2 separate regions of the Gossypium hirsutum genome follow, and region 1 is linked to region 2. A link is a contact called in public Hi-C data. All regions are on one chromosome and are shown on one strand. The core of a region is the stretch at or near the end of the contact, and the rest is flanking DNA. Distances in the headings are between cores, read along the strand shown.

The links. A called contact is a pair of places that touch in the nucleus more often than the background predicts.
Region 1: a Hi-C map of leaf shows a contact between it and region 2, with 2.0 times the contacts expected there. The contact joins the promoter of LOC107910558 here to the promoter of LOC107908051 in region 2. A contact is called at or near these places in 2 of 34 Hi-C or Micro-C datasets (callus and leaf).

Annotation. Positions count from the first base shown.
Region 1 is chrD02:8,374,785-8,377,654 of Gossypium_hirsutum_v2.1, reverse strand. It overlaps LOC107910558 (nuclear export mediator factor Nemf), which reads right to left and starts at 1,401. Exons shown (of 14, transcript XM_016838428.2): 1 at 1,241-1,401; 2 at 1,009-1,121; 3 at 834-930; 4 at 632-756; 5 at 1-443. The coding sequence starts at 1,345.
Region 2 is chrD02:8,178,678-8,181,377 of Gossypium_hirsutum_v2.1, reverse strand. LOC107908051 (serine/threonine-protein kinase STY46) reads right to left here and starts at 1,290. Exons shown (of 13, transcript XM_041088219.1): 1 at 711-1,290; 2 at 101-518; 3 at 1-15. The coding sequence starts at 1,108.

The DNA of each region.
Region 1 (2,870 bases), core at 152-2,651, 200 kb before region 2:
GCCAGTCCTCAAATTTTTCAACAGCTTGGGCCAAAGCTTGAAGCTTATCATCATCAAGCTTGTTATCTTTATTTACTTTTGTATTTGAAACCAGACCAGCATCTAAAATGATATGCTCAGCGAGTGCAGGACCATAACCCAATGCCTCTCCAAGAACATTCTTCAATGTAGCCTGTTTAGAACGAGTATTATCACTGGCACTTTTGTTTGGCTCAGAAGTTTTCCCACCCTTGTGACTACCCTTCTTGTCTTTTTCTTTTCCTTTAGGTGCGTCAAGTGAATTATTCCCAGCTTTAATAACCTTAGCAGCTTGATTCTCATCTGGATCACTAGAAGAAGTGAGGGCTGTCTGCAGCTTCAAGATGGTGGTTCGCTCAAAATGCCGGCAGATCTCAGTAGGGTAACGATGGCGTGACATGATCGCCACCCCTTTATCATCATCCCTGCCATGGATGAACGTGCACAATTCATTTATCAAACTAAGTTCACTTAAATTACAAACTGGAAAACATCAAAACCATGAATTTTGAAAAGGAAGAAAATGCCACAACAAATAAACATCACTAAGCATGACATTCTTACCGGATTCCCAGAAACATGAATTTAAACTGAGGATGAGAAAAATTGTTACCTATGGGAACGAAGAAGTGTCAAAACAGTGAAATCGGAATCAGTGAGGATAATGTTTCCTTGGGCGTACAATTCCAATATTACATAATGAGCATTAGCGCCTAACCCGAATTGGAACAGAATTATCTGCGCACAAAAGCTTAATAAATTGAGAAGTTAAAAAAACAGAAATCAAAGCAGACTAAAAATATATATATATATACCCTATCATAACCGAGTTGACGAACATCTTCAAGCCTTCTAGTTCGAATATGCTTTCTTAATTTGAGGGTAAAGCCAGAAGGTGTATTGCTCTTATCCCTATATAACATTTCGAAAATTTATTTAATGTAAATTTAAAAGAAAAAAAATTGACATTACAAAAAAGAAGAAACATACCGAACATAAGCAGTGGTATGTAAACGGACGCCGCTCTCCATTAACAACAGTACTTTCTCGCTCTCTCCCGACTCCGTAACGCCGCTACTATTCATTAGCTTGAATATATATGTCTACAATAGCAAACCATAAGCATTAATCTTCAGATTTTAGAAAGAAAAAAAATCCTCGTTTCTTCATTTGCTGAAGAAAGGGGGGAGGGATTGAAAAATTAAAAAGAAAAAAATAAAACCTTGGGAGAGAGATCGTAGACGTTGGAACAACGCATGCCGATCAATCTTCGCAAGCACTTGACTTCGGCGGCAACATCGGCGGTGTTAAGGCGCACCTTCACCATTTTCCCTTCTCTTTCTTGTTTCTCTGTCGCTTAGTTTTGGGGAACCTTTGAGCGCAAGAGAGGTGATTATGGTGTTGCAGTGAGGCTCAGCCTGGGCTTGGAATTGGGTCTTGGCGAGCCCAACATGGTTGGGCTCTATTATGTCTGGGGATCGGACCAAGGCTTGAGCTCAACTCAGGGATTTTGTTTAGTTTTACGGATTATTGTAATAATAGAATCAGAAATTAAATCGGTTGGATTTTCTGTTTTCCATTCAATCAATTGAATTAGTTGAAGCAGATGGTTTAATCAATTTAAAAATTAATAATAACTGAAAATAAGTATGAAATATTTTTAAGAAAAGGTATGTATACAAAAAATCAAAAATAATAATGAAAAATTCAAAATATTTTGTTTTAAAAAAGGAAAAAAAATTATTTCTCTAGTTCTTTATATTTATACCAATTCTAAAATTTTTTTAAATTATTTTGATTATACATCACTGGTCGGACTTCTAATTTTTGGTTTTGATTAATCAATAGATCAAATTTACTTCTTATAATATTAGATTCACAAATTATTTAGTTATTAAATTAATCTAAAATATGATATGTAGTTTATAATTTCAAAAGTTATCATGATTCATGATATTATTATGAACAATGTTTTTCATATTCCAAGCGAATATAATTGTGAAAATTGTTCATTTTTATAATAAAAAGAATAATTTAGTTTTTAAGTTAAACCATAAAGTCGTCTCAAGTAGTTTTAATTTTTTCTTTTCTTTTTTACATCTTCATTTTTAAATCAAATTAATCATTTTTATACTATATTAAATGAATTTTTTTTGGTCAAAATTAAAGTATTTATCATTAGTAATGGTGATTATCCCCTTATCGCATAAATTTTTCAAAAAAATAAACAATTATTTATAAAATGTACTTCATTACTATAAATTAAGATTGAATCTTGATTACATAATTAAAAGATGAAATGAATTATAACATTATTAAATCTCGTAATACATTTATTTATTTTGAGGTGATTTTTATTTTTAGTCATTGACATTATAATGGTCTCTCCTAATACTCTTGACCTGACTTGTCCGGTTAGAGTACTCAACGTGAAGTACGATAATCTTATCAGATAATAATTACCATTATTCATTTGCCTGTTTAATCCTTAGTTATGCTAATCAACTCAAAGGCTTTCACTTTTCCTTTTTCGTTTTTGTTACGAGATTAGAACCCTTTGTTTATTCACTTTATACAAACATGTCACACGCACAACATCATTACTTCCTTCGTGTTTTGTGGAAAGCTTTCTACACTTCCGTCTAATTCACGAAAATTGATAAATTACACTTTTTCCTTTTTGCTTTCAATTTATCAAAATTTAATTTTAATTATTTATAAAGAATTTTAAAAAGTACCCTATGATAAACTGAAAAAATAGTATTAAAAATTAAAAATTGAATTTAAATTATAAAATTTATTTGATTAATACTTAAAATTGTAATTATATACTAAATATAATTAAATTGTTT
Region 2 (2,700 bases), core at 41-2,540:
GCTCACCTTGGACGCCTGCTTTGGTTAACTCGTGAATCAGCCCAAATCAAAACAAAAGAAACCAAACATAATCATATATAAAGAATTAAGAAACTAATACCAAATTTGATATTTTTGATACAATTGCAGCTTGCAGAGGCTGCTGAGGATCAAGACCAAGTTTAACCGAGATGGTGTTTTTAGACCGGGTAAAGGCTGAAGAATTTCCTTTCGGTTGCCTTTCAGCTGAAAATTCAAACTTGGTTTCTTGAAAAGGCCGTGAATCACAGGTCACAGAAGTGATTCCCACCACAGAACCATCTTCATCATAAAAAGGAGTAACAGTTGCAACTACAGAAATATTCTCCCCTAGTCTATTCTTAATAGGAAACAGTCCAGTCCAACTCTCCCCAATAATAACCCGTTGAACTATATTTACTGCAAACCCGAAATCCTTAGGATGACAAACAAGCTTAATAATATTTTGTCCTAAAGCTTCTGCTTCTAAATAACCATAAAGTTTTTCAGCACCTCTGTTCCTGCAATAAAACACGCAATTTTAAGAAAAATAACTCTACAGGGATGATAATCCTTACCTTGTATATTAAGAAACAAGATCAAATCATATCGTTAATCTAGAAAAATAAATCACGAACATTGCAACTGAAAAAGAAAAAGAAGAAGAAGAAGAAGAAAGAAAGAAAGAAACCCTATTCAAAGTTCAAACTTACCAAAAGAATACACGGCCTCTAAGATCATATATATAAACAGATTGTCCCATAGACTGTAAAATATTTAAATACTGACTGTTAGTCAAATTAGCGGCAGCTGTCCGTGAATTCCCGGTTCTTGTTCTTCCTGCGTCGCCACCGCCTCCATTTGTGGTGCCGCAGCTCCCGCTCTCTATTCGTAACGGAAGTCGAACAGAACCAGAACCGGCAGCAGCCGCCGCGTCCCCGAGAAATAACGGCCGTTGAGGGGAAGTACGGCGGGATCCTCGACGAGTTGAGTCATGAATTGACTCACCGCTGGATTGTCTTAAACCTGACATTTCTCGCATGAGATACGCATGTCCTACTTCCAGTTCTTGGATCTTCCTCAAGAGCTCCTCCCCTAGCGGCGTTTTCATTGTTTGCTTTCCCTTCCTTTACACAATCAGTTTGAAAAACAAGCGAAGCTTCAAAGCTTTGACAATTAAATAAATTAAATTCAAATATTTTTTTCATCACCTTCTTCCACTTCAAAACTCTCCTCTGTTAAGGAAGCCAAAACTCAGAAAACTCCACCCATTTCCTTTTTCTTCCTTTTGGCGGTTTCCTTTTTTTATTTTTAATTTCATAATTATCAAATGAATTTAAACTGTTTGGTGACACATGTCCGACACCCGTCTTTGTATAACATTATTTTTTAAATATAATTTTTTAATTATTTTTAATATTATTATAATGATATTTTTTTTAAATAGCGTGGAATGACATAAGCATGCCAATGAGATTGATCAATATTAGCTTCTTGCAGCATAATAATTTGTAGGCCATATTGAAATGTAAGATTTAGGGCTAGTTTGGATGGGCGGTGTGTTTACCTTTGGTGATGTTAAAAATAGCGGTGGCGGTGAGATTAGTTACTGTAACGGTGAGATTAGAAACAAGGTGGAGTGTGTGTGGATTCAAACTCAGCTGTAGCGGTGAGGTAAGAATAAAAAATGACTATTAAGGATATCATATTAGAATTGATATATAATAGAAGTTTTTTAAATTATTTTACTTTTTTAAAATTATTAAAATATGTGAATTTATAAATTCATTTAATAAAATATTAAAATGTATCTTCCAGTATTTTAATGATTTATATAATTAATTTAAATTATTTATTAGAAAAAATGATAATTATTTTTATTTTTTATAGTTAAATATTTTTTTATAACAATGATAAATATTATTTTCATAAATAGTAACATTATACTTGGATCAAATTTGGGAAAGAAATTAGTTTAACTTTCAAGGATAAAATGGTAAAATAATAAATAAAAGTAATGATATTTTTGTCTCTTAAAAATACCAACAACACCCAAGGGTTTCAATTGCTGCTGAAACCTCCAGCAGAAATTTAGCTGTCCAGTGCGGTGGAATTGAATTCTCACTAGACTGATCTGCTTTTCCAAACACCATGGCAGTGAGATTGGCACCCTCAACTGCACCTCACTGATGTACTGAAGCAAACCAAAGGAAGCCTTAATGTCCTAATTTTTCATTCTCAAAACTCACTTTTAATTTCTCTCGCTTGGTTATCCAAATTTAAGCTAATTATATTCCTCATTTTTAAATTGGTATCCAAACTTCAAAAGTCTTTAAAATATCAACCTTGCCATTAGCTTAGTTATTAAGTACCAACACAAATTGTAAATACGTGTACATGCATCACACAAACGAGAGGTTTTTTTTTTGTAAACAAAACTGGCTCTTCTACCTTTAAATGATTCTATTTATTTTTATTTTTTAAAAATTGTTAGATTTAAGTTGTTTATATAATAGATACACACATGTTTACAATTTAATTCAGCATGTTTTACAAATGTTTCACATTTGATTTGTACTAACATTTAGCACCTAAATTGAAGATTAAGTTAATGAAATAACTTGATTGATGCAATGTTTATACTTAAAATTTTTTTAAATAGTTTTTTAAGTTATTTTGTGCTTAATCATCAAACAATTTAAA